Regions from separate parts of the Sus scrofa genome. Here all the other regions are linked to region 1. A link is a contact called in public HiChIP or PLAC-seq data. All regions are on one chromosome and are shown on one strand. The core of a region is the stretch at or near the end of the contact, and the rest is flanking DNA. Distances in the headings are between cores, read along the strand shown. Region 1 overlaps ALDH7A1 (alpha-aminoadipic semialdehyde dehydrogenase). Region 2 has its middle 50 kb from the start of GRAMD2B. Region 3 overlaps LMNB1 (lamin-B1).

Region 1 (3,099 bases), core at 396-2,895:
ATAAACATTTAAACATGATGATAATGATGACAATATACCATTAGCAAGATCTCCTTTTTTTTAATCACAACATCCATGATTCCATGACGTCTCAACCCAGTGGTGTTCATTGCATTATCCAAAAGTTATGCTGTAGACTATTTCCTTTTGTGACAAATAATGGAAAAAGACAACCTCCAAAGCTATAGGGAAATGATAAATTACCTTCCCAGTACAGAAGTACTTAATTTTCCACTAAAGACAAACGAATATTGGAAACAGCAGGTCACATAGGAATTACTTATTCTAGAGAAACTTGGCAAGTTTTCAAAAATAGCAGCAAAAACACGAAACAATGCCATACTTGCAAGTCTCACACACAAGTTCTAAGCCTGAGGTAACATTTTCCAAACATGAACACCTTGTCCTCCTAGTTCCTCTGCCTTCAAACCATCGTGTCCTATTTCACAAGGAAAATTCCTCAACATGGGAATTAGACAAACATAACGCAGAAAGAAGGAGGGTCTTACACAAGTTCTGTGTATTCAGAATGATTTTAAACAGAAAACAAAAAAGAAAGGGCAGCCTTACCTATAATGGCATTGTTTCCTCCAAGTTCTAATAAACTTCTCCCTTTAAAGATACAGAAACACCAATGAGTGCCTATTTCAGTGGTTAATGAGCACAACTAGATGGCCTCAAACCATAACCTATCCCAATTGTTTTATTTCTTGATTTAAAACACAGCATGAGAATAAATCAACTGTACCTCAGTAAAAAAAAAAAAACAAAAAAAAAACACTTCTCCGAGTTCTCTTGTGGTGGAGGGTTAAGGATCCTACATTGTCACTGCAGCAGCTCGGGTTGCTGCTGTGGTGTGGGTTCAGTCCCTGAGCCAGGAACTTCCAGATGCTGCAGGGTGGCCAAAATGATGAAAGAAAGCTTCTCAAGGAAAAATATTTAGCATGAACACTGCATCAAGTTTCCTGATTTTAATAACTCTATCATGGTTATACGACTGTCCTTGTTCTTGGGAAATATACCAAAATACTTAGTGGTAAAGGAATACCATGTCTTCAATTTTCTCAAAAGGTTCAAAAATAATATGCCCTCACAGCATATATGTATACATTTATGTATTTATGTTTATGTTGCTAGAGAGAAAATTATTATTTTTTTAAGGGCCGCACCCACGGCACATGGAGGTTCCCAGGCTAGGGGTCCAATCAGAGCTCCAGCCGCTGGCCTACACCACAGCCACAGCAACACCAGATCCTTAACCCACTGAGCAAGGCCAGGTATCAAACCTGCATCCTCATGGATCCTAGTCAGATTCGTTTGGGCTGCGCCACAACAGGAACTCCAGAAAATGATTTTTAAAATGGGGCAAAATGTAAGCAATTGGTAAATCTCTTTGAAGGATACACAAGAAGTCCTTGCGTTAGCCTTGGAATTTCTCTAAGTTCGAAATTACATCCCCCCAAACTCAAGTTAGTATGAAACGGTGCAGTTACAGTGCAAAATTGTATGAAAATTTCCTAAGAAATTAAACACCACCACATGATCTAACAATTCTATCTGTGGGTACTTAACCCAAAGAAGTCAAAGGGGGACTGCACAGTACTTGTGGCAGCATTATTCACAGTAGCTAAAAGGCAGAAGAAACCAAAGTGTATATTGAGAAACGCACGGCTAACAAATAGTAGAACTGCCATGCACTGGAGTATTATTCAGTCTTAAAAAGGAAGTTGTGACACATGCTATAACAAAAGTGAAATAACCTAGTCACAAAAAATAACTACTATATGATTCTACTTCTAAGTGGTTCTTAGAATAGCCAAATCCGTAAGACGCAGAAAGCAGAATGCTGGCTGCCAAGAGCTAAGAGAAGGAAGAAAGGGGGTCTTAATGAGTAGAGCTGGGAAGACAATGAAGTTCTGGAAATGGATGGTGGTGATGGTTTCACAACAATGCGAATGCAAATAGAACTGTACCTAATGCCACTTCTTATAAAACGAGAAGTTTATGATAGATATTTCAAAACAAATGCTATGTTTTATGTTATATATTTCTCTCATCACAATAAAAAAAAAAAAAAGGACGTTCTTTGTGGCACAGGAGGTTAAGGATCCAGTGTTGTCCCTGCGGTGGCTTACGTCAATGTTGTGGCACAGGTTTGATCCCTAATTCCAGCCCGGGAACTCCTAGATGGTATTGGTGCAGCCAAAACAACCAAAGTTTAAAAATTATGTGTTCATTGTAGAAAATTATTTAAAAAAAAAAAAAAAAAAAAGACATAAAGGAGAGTTCCTATGGCTCAGCATAAACGAATCTGACATCCTTGAGGACACAGGTTCGATCCCAAGCCTCACTCAGTGGGTTAAGAATCAGATGTTAACGTGAGCTATGGTGTAGGTGGCAGACACAGCCCAGATCCCACATTCCTGTGGCTGTGGTGTAGGCCGGCGGCTGTAGCTCAGGCCGGCGGCTATAGCTCTGATTCGACCCCTAGCCTGGGAACCTTCATATGCTGCGGGTGTGGCACTAAAAACAGAAAAACAAAAAACAGCATAAAGAATCAAGCAGGAGAGTTCCCATAGTGGCGCAGTGGAAAAGAATCCAACTAGGAACCATGAGGTTGCAGGTTCGATCCCCAGCCTCGATCAATGGGTTAAGGATGCGGTGTTGCCATGAGCTATGGTGTAGGTCATAGCTCGGACCCCACGATGCTGTGGCTGATGTGTAGGCCAGCGGCTACAGCTCTGATTGGACCCCTAGCCTGGGAACCTCCATATGTTGTGGGTGCGGCCCTAGAAAAAGGCTAAAAAAAACAATCAGGAGTTCCCGTCATAGCTCAGTGGTTACCGAATCTGACCTGAGGTTGCAGGTTCGATCCCTGGCCTTGCTCAGTGGGTTAAGGATCGGGCATTGCTGTGAGTTGTGGTGTAGGTCGCAGAAGGGGCTCGGATCCCGAGGTGCTGTGGCTCTGGTGTAGGCCGGCAGCTACAGCTCCAATTAGACCCCCTAGCTTGGGAACCCCATATGCTGCAGGTGTGGTCCCAGAAAAGACAAAAAAAAAAAAAAAAAAAAAGACTCCATCAGGCAAAAGCTATGGTCCAT
Region 2 (3,099 bases), core at 247-2,746, 180 kb before region 1:
AATTCAACCCCTAGCCTGGGAACTTCCATATGCTGCAGATGCAGGCCTAAAAAACAAAAACAAATAAAAAATAAAATAGTTATAAGCCCTAAAATTCAAGGTCAATTCATTTTCAATGACACCATCAGGGAAACTTGGCAACAGAGTAAAAGTGTTAGGACTATGTACAAAATAATGAATTTGGACCCCTACCTGATAACACAGGCAAGGATTAACTCAAAGTGGCTCAAAGATCTTGCACTAATATAAATGCTAAAACTATAAAACTCTTAGAAAAAGCATAGGAGTAAGTCTTCATAACCTCGGGTTAGGCAACTATTCCTTAAGTACAACACAAAAAGCTCAAGTGATACAAGACTGATAAATTGGATGTTATCAAAATTAAAACGTTTTTGCTTCAAAGGACATCATCAAGAAATGGAGTTCCCGTCGTGGCGCAGTGGTTAACGAATCCGACTAGGAACCATGAGGTTGCGAGTTCGGTCCCTGCCCTTGCTCAGTGGGTTAACGATCCGGCGTTGCCGTGAGCTGTGGTGTAGGTTGCAGACGCAGCTCGGATCCCACGTTGCTGTGGCTCTGGTGTAGGCCGGTGGCTACAGCTCCGATTCAACCCCTAGCCTGGGAACCTCCATATGCCGCAGGAGCGGCCCAAGAAATAGCAACAATAACAACAACAACAACAACAACAAAAAAAAAAAAAAAAAAAAAAGAAATGAAGAGACAATCTATAGACTAGGAGAAAGTATTGCAACTTATATATCAGAAAAGAGACTATATACATTCTATATACATGAATACATTCAGAATATATAAAGGATACAACTCAGTAATAAAAAGACAGTCCAATGGGCAAAGTATTAAATAGATTTTTCTCCAAAAAAAAGAGAGATAAATAGCCAATAAGCACAGAAAAAAAATGCTCAACATGATTTGTCATTAGGAAGATTCAAATCAAAAATATGAGACCCCATTTCACATCCACAAGAATGCCTATGACCAAAAAATAATAATAATAATAAATGTTGGCAGGCATGTGGTGACATTGGAGCTCTCAGCCATTGCTGGCTGGAATGTAAAATGGGGCAGTCACTTTGGAAAACAGTTTGGTAGTTCCTCAAAAAGTTAAATAGAGCAATTTCACCCCTAGGCATATAACCAAGATAATTGAAAATACATGTTCACACAAAACTTGTGCACAAATTTCCATAGCGGAATTTTTCATAAAGCTCAAATGTGGAAACAATTCAAATATCCATCACCTCAAGAATGGATAAATAAAATTATACGCATACAGTGGAATATTATTTGGTCATATAATGGAATGAATTACTGATACATGCTACTATACGGCGGAAACCTGTGAACCTGCTAAGTGAAAGAAGCCAGTCACAAAAGATCACATATAGTATAATCCCACTTATATGAAGTATCCAGAGTAGGTACTTCCTCTCTCTAGAGCTGAGAATGAATTGTCTCATATATAAAGAGAGAGAGCATCAGCAGATTAGTGGTTGCCTACAGGCAGAGAAAAGAGAAGTCAGAGGAATGGAAAATAACTGCCATTGGGTACAAGGTTTCTTTCTGGAGTGATGAAAATGTTCCAAAATTAGCTGGTGGTGGTGGTTGTGTAACTTGGTAAATAAACGAAAAACCACCAAATCATACACTTTGAACAGATAGACTCTATGTAAATTATATCTTAGGCTATTTTTAAATTTTTGAAAACATACAACTAGTTACTTTATAAAGGCCCTACGATTTTATTATACATGTTGGTTAAAAGAATTATAAATGTTGGCAGTAATATTTATGGCAACTTACTGAGTTCTCATTATTTGCCAGGCAAATATTCAGTCTTTATAAGTATTAACTAATTTCCTTTCCCAATATACCTATTAGGTAAATACTATTATTATTCCCATTTTACAGTTTAGAAAACGAAGTGGCATTGTAAAGATTCAAACACAAAGGATCTGGGCTGTTAATAAAATATGTGCTGGCCCTGGAATCCAGTAGCAAAATATGGGGTGAAAAATCCCTGAAATTCAAGGAATTGAAGATTTTTTTTTTTTTTTTAAGGGCACACCCACAGCATATGGAAGTTTCCAGACTAGGGGTCAAATCAGAGCTGTAGCTGTTGGCCTGCACCACAGCCACAGCCACAGCAATGGCAGATCCAAGCCACCTTTGTAACCTATACCACAGCTTCAAGTAACACCCAGATCCTTAACCCACTGAGCGAGGCCAGGGATCAAACCTGCGTCCTCATGGGTACCAGTCAAGGTTCGTTACTGCTGAGTCACAATGGGAACTTTGCAAAGGGAACTTTTGAAAGGGACCTTTGAACTCCATGAAGGGGAACTCCAAGAACTGAGGACATTTTAAAATATTATAATTAACAATAAAACACTAAAAAGTTAATGCCTAAGAGGAGGTGCCATCTTGACTCAGTGGTTAACAAATCCTACTAGGAACCATGAGGTTGCAGATTCGATCCCTGGCCTCGCTCAGTGGGTTAAGGATCTGGTGTTGCCGTGAGCTGTGGTGTAGGTTGTAGATGAGGCTCAGATCCCATGTTGCTCTGTGGTGTAGGCCAGCAGCTATATCTCCCATTAGACTCCTAGTTTGGGAACCTCCATATGCCACAGGAGCAGCCCGGAAAAGACCAAAAAAAAAAAAAAAAGTTAATGCCTAAGAGTAAAAAAAAAAAAAAGAATTGTTACCTTACTCAATAGCAGTGGAGAGTGAAAGGCTGTAGATTATATGATCACGGCCCTCTCTTGCTCTGTATGAAGACAATAGGAGACAGGCTGGGCTGTTGCTGGGGGTCCGTGGTATGTTTTCACTGTCCTGTGAGTGACAGGAGGAGGAATGGTATGGAGCTATATGGTGTGAACAGGTTACCAGGCCAGGAGTGAAGGGAGAGTCAGGAAGGCAGCACCAGATGTGCCACTAATTCTTCGTGTGACTTGGGGTAGATGGTCTAACCCCTCTGGGTCTGTATCCTGAAGTATCTTTAGGTCCCAATTTGTTTCAAAATCTCATCATCTACCATCTAGTTTCTAGACGAATCTCAGAACCATCTTGGCCAGAGGTACG
Region 3 (3,099 bases), core at 422-2,921, 170 kb after region 1:
ACGGCAATGCCGGATCCTTAACCTACTGAGCAAGGCCAGGGATCGAACCCACAATCTCATGGTTCCCAGTCGGATTGGTTAGCCCCTCAGCTACAAGGGGAACTCGCTTATTTTCTTTTTATAGTAGGAAAATATGAGCCATGGAAAGATAGCCATAAAACTGTCTTAGTTTATCTGCCTATAGATTGATTTATGCAATTATTTCCTAACTTTCTATATATTTGAAGTCACCTTATTTTATTTTGTTCTTTCAATAGGATCAGCCAATGGGAGGCTGGGAGATGATCAGAAAAATTGGAGACACGTCAGTCAGTTACAAATATACCTCAAGATATGTGCTGAAGGCAGGCCAGACTGTTACAGTAAGTTAATTTAGTCATCATTTAATTTAACTTGATTATCTTAACCAACAGTTAAAGTAATTAAAACCATTTGGGCTTGAATAGAAACATTTTAGGAATGGGCCTTAAAACATTTTTGTTATTATTAGGGAATTACAAGTGCTATTAAACATTTTAAAAATTGTATGTGATTGAGAGTGGTAATACACTAATAAAAGCGAAAGAATTGACCTTTGAGTTCTTTTTGTCTGCTTCAGTGGATAGAAGGCAGCTTCCTCTTCCTTCCCTGTTGGCTCCCCAGAAAACAAAACAGAATAGCTACTTCTTGATTGATAGTGGTAGCCCTGCTGTGGTTCAGGAGGTTCTGCTTGGCGTAAAGAACTGTCAGGAGATAACTGTTAATACTAGGGGTGCTTTAGCCCTGTTAGGGGTAAGCAGCACAGTCATCTGGAGAGTGTTTCTGGTGACCAGGCCGTTCCTCACTCTTAGTTGGGGCAGGGAACCTGTGTTTTGAACAGAAGTTCCTAGGTGATAAGTACTATTGCGAAGTATCAGTCTCTAAACCTAATACACGAGCGAGGATAGCGTGGTTTTTCTTTCAAATATATGAGGTGTTGATATTTTGAGAGAGATGAACCCTGTGCCATTCTGACTCTGTTTTCTCCGTTGCTGTCCTGAAATGCCACGTCTGTAATAGTTCCTAAATAATCATGAGCTGACTTTAGAGAAGTATTCTTCATTGAGCAAACACAAGATTCCTTTACTTTTACTCAGTAAGTAGATGTAGCAAACAAAATATGTTAACTTTGATACAGATTTTAAACAGGTTACTGTTTTCATTCCCTAAAGAATGCTGAAGTGACTTTCTTTTTATAGCTGCTTCTTTAAGAATATTAAACACATGTTTGGCGTTCCCGTTGAGGGGCAGCGGAAACGAATCTGACTAGTATGCACGAAAATGCGGGTTTGATCCCTGGCCTCCCTCAGTGGGTTGAGGATCTGGCGTTGCCGTGAGCTGCGGTGTAGGTCGCAGACATGGCTGGGATCCAGTATTGCTGTGGTAGTGTTGTAGGCAGGCAGCTGCAGCTCCAATTCAACCCCTAATTGAATTGGAGGGTGCGGCCCTAAAAAGCCAAAAAAAAAAAAAAAAAAGGATATTAAACACATGTCTTAAAATTTTATGATTGATAGAAACCTCCCTTAGTGTTTAAGATTAAAGGCTCTAACAGGTTAGAACTTCTCTTTTAAAGTATATTTGTAGAACTCGCCACCACATTGTGAAAATATCAGATGCTAATTTTGTAATAATGGGTAAGAATGGGAACAGATATCCTAACCACACTGTCTTTTCTTCTCTTTAGCAGTTATTATAGGAGAGAAAATGGCTCAGTCCTATTACGTGTCTTATGGAAGTTGCATAATGTAGTGGAAAGAGTTTGACATTTTAATTCCAAAGATTCAGATTTGAGTGTGCTCTCTCTTTAAAGTGGTATAAAACCATTATGCCAATCATCTGCTTTTTCCCCTGGATATAGTGTCTCAGGGACTAAATATATATTCTATAGGTTTAGTGGAGAACTCAATTTTCACGTAAAATACTGTAATGCATTTTCTTTTCCTTTGGTGGCTGGCATTAAATGTGTTAAGGAGCTCTTTGAAACATGGTAGTCATAAGTGATCTTTCCGTTAAATTGTACAATGCAAGGCGGTAGCAAAGATCAATTCAAAACTCTAGGATAGAAATAAGGAAACTACATATGTGATTTTAAATTTTCTCATAAACTATTATTTCAACATGTGATCAGTATAACATTTTGTTAGATATTTTACTCTTTTTGTTTTTGAACCAAGTCTTCATACTTAGAGCTAACCTTACATCATACCTCTGTTGGAACTAACCACCTTTCAAATGCTCACAAGCCCATGTGGCTGCCGTATTGAACAACACAGCCCTAGGACCTACTGAATTACCCAGTAAGGTTATTGACATTATGTGATTAACACTAAACCAACAATATGATTCCAGGAGTTCCCATTGTGGCTCAGCGGGTTAAGAACCCAGCTAGTACCTGTGATGATGCAGGTTTGATTCCTGGCCTTGCTCAGTTGGTTAAGGATCCGGAGTTACCACAAGCTGTGGTGTAGGTTGCAAATGCGGCTTGGATCTGGTGTGGCTGTGGCTGTGCTGCAGGCCAGCAGCTGCAGCTCTGATTTGACCCCAGCCTGGGAACCTCCATACGCCGCAGGTGTGGCCTTAAAAAGGAAAAATAAGTAAACCAACTGTATGATTCCATGTGGTCTAGTGAAAAGTATAGCTTGAGATTAGGTTAACAATCCATGTCACCTGAAAGTTGGCCCAGATCCAATTCTTTTAGTTTTATCCTAGTAAATGTTTCTTGCCCCTTCCCATTTATAATGTGGATGGAAGATCTGGAAGCTACAAGTGAGCACCTTTAGAGGAAGTGGGTCTCTTCTACTCAGTAATTGATGTGGTTTTCTCGCCATTTACAAAATACCTGCTTGTACCCATCTGCAGTCTTCCTTTTGTCATCATATAGCCCTTTATATTGCAAAATAACTTACGGGGCGCAAAACTTTGGTATCTGTTTTCATGTGGTCTTAGAAAGACCAGAGCAAAGTGTCCCTACAGATGAGGACATAGAGGTTTGTCAAGGTGTCATGTAATGTCCATGATTCAAATCCAGGTTTTCAGACTCAGGTTTCCTTCATTCTAGCAAAATATTATTCTGCCAATAAA

The links. HiChIP or PLAC-seq counts read pairs in DNA pulled down with a chosen protein or histone mark.
Region 2: a contact with region 1 is called in an H3K27ac HiChIP or PLAC-seq map of alveolar macrophages. The contact joins two enhancer-like sites. A contact is called at or near these places in 2 of 47 Hi-C or Micro-C datasets (both in liver) and 1 of 2 datasets of contacts at active chromatin or transcription factors (alveolar macrophages).
Region 3: a contact with region 1 is called in an H3K27ac HiChIP or PLAC-seq map of alveolar macrophages. The contact joins two enhancer-like sites.

Annotation. Positions count from the first base shown.
Region 1 is chr2:129,680,501-129,683,599 of Sscrofa11.1, forward strand. ALDH7A1 (alpha-aminoadipic semialdehyde dehydrogenase) reads right to left here. Exons shown (of 18, transcript XM_013995069.2): 10 at 571-612. Among named protein-coding and RNA genes, the nearest start is that of ALDH7A1, 28 kb to the right of the region's middle. Within about 2 kb of position 1,646, at least 1 of the 83 cell types and tissues checked has an H3K27ac peak or open chromatin away from gene starts, as enhancers often do. A contact at or near this core is called in alveolar macrophages, where this site is marked.
Region 2 is chr2:129,498,570-129,501,668 of Sscrofa11.1, forward strand. No RefSeq gene overlaps it. Among named protein-coding and RNA genes, the nearest start is that of GRAMD2B, 50 kb to the right of the region's middle. Within about 2 kb of position 1,497, at least 2 of the 83 cell types and tissues checked have an H3K27ac peak or open chromatin away from gene starts, as enhancers often do. A contact at or near this core is called in alveolar macrophages, where this site is marked.
Region 3 is chr2:129,848,035-129,851,133 of Sscrofa11.1, forward strand. It overlaps LMNB1 (lamin-B1), which reads left to right. Exons shown (of 11, transcript XM_003123882.5): 8 at 258-362. Among named protein-coding and RNA genes, the nearest start is that of LMNB1, 42 kb to the left of the region's middle. Within about 2 kb of position 1,672, at least 2 of the 83 cell types and tissues checked have an H3K27ac peak or open chromatin away from gene starts, as enhancers often do. A contact at or near this core is called in alveolar macrophages, where this site is marked.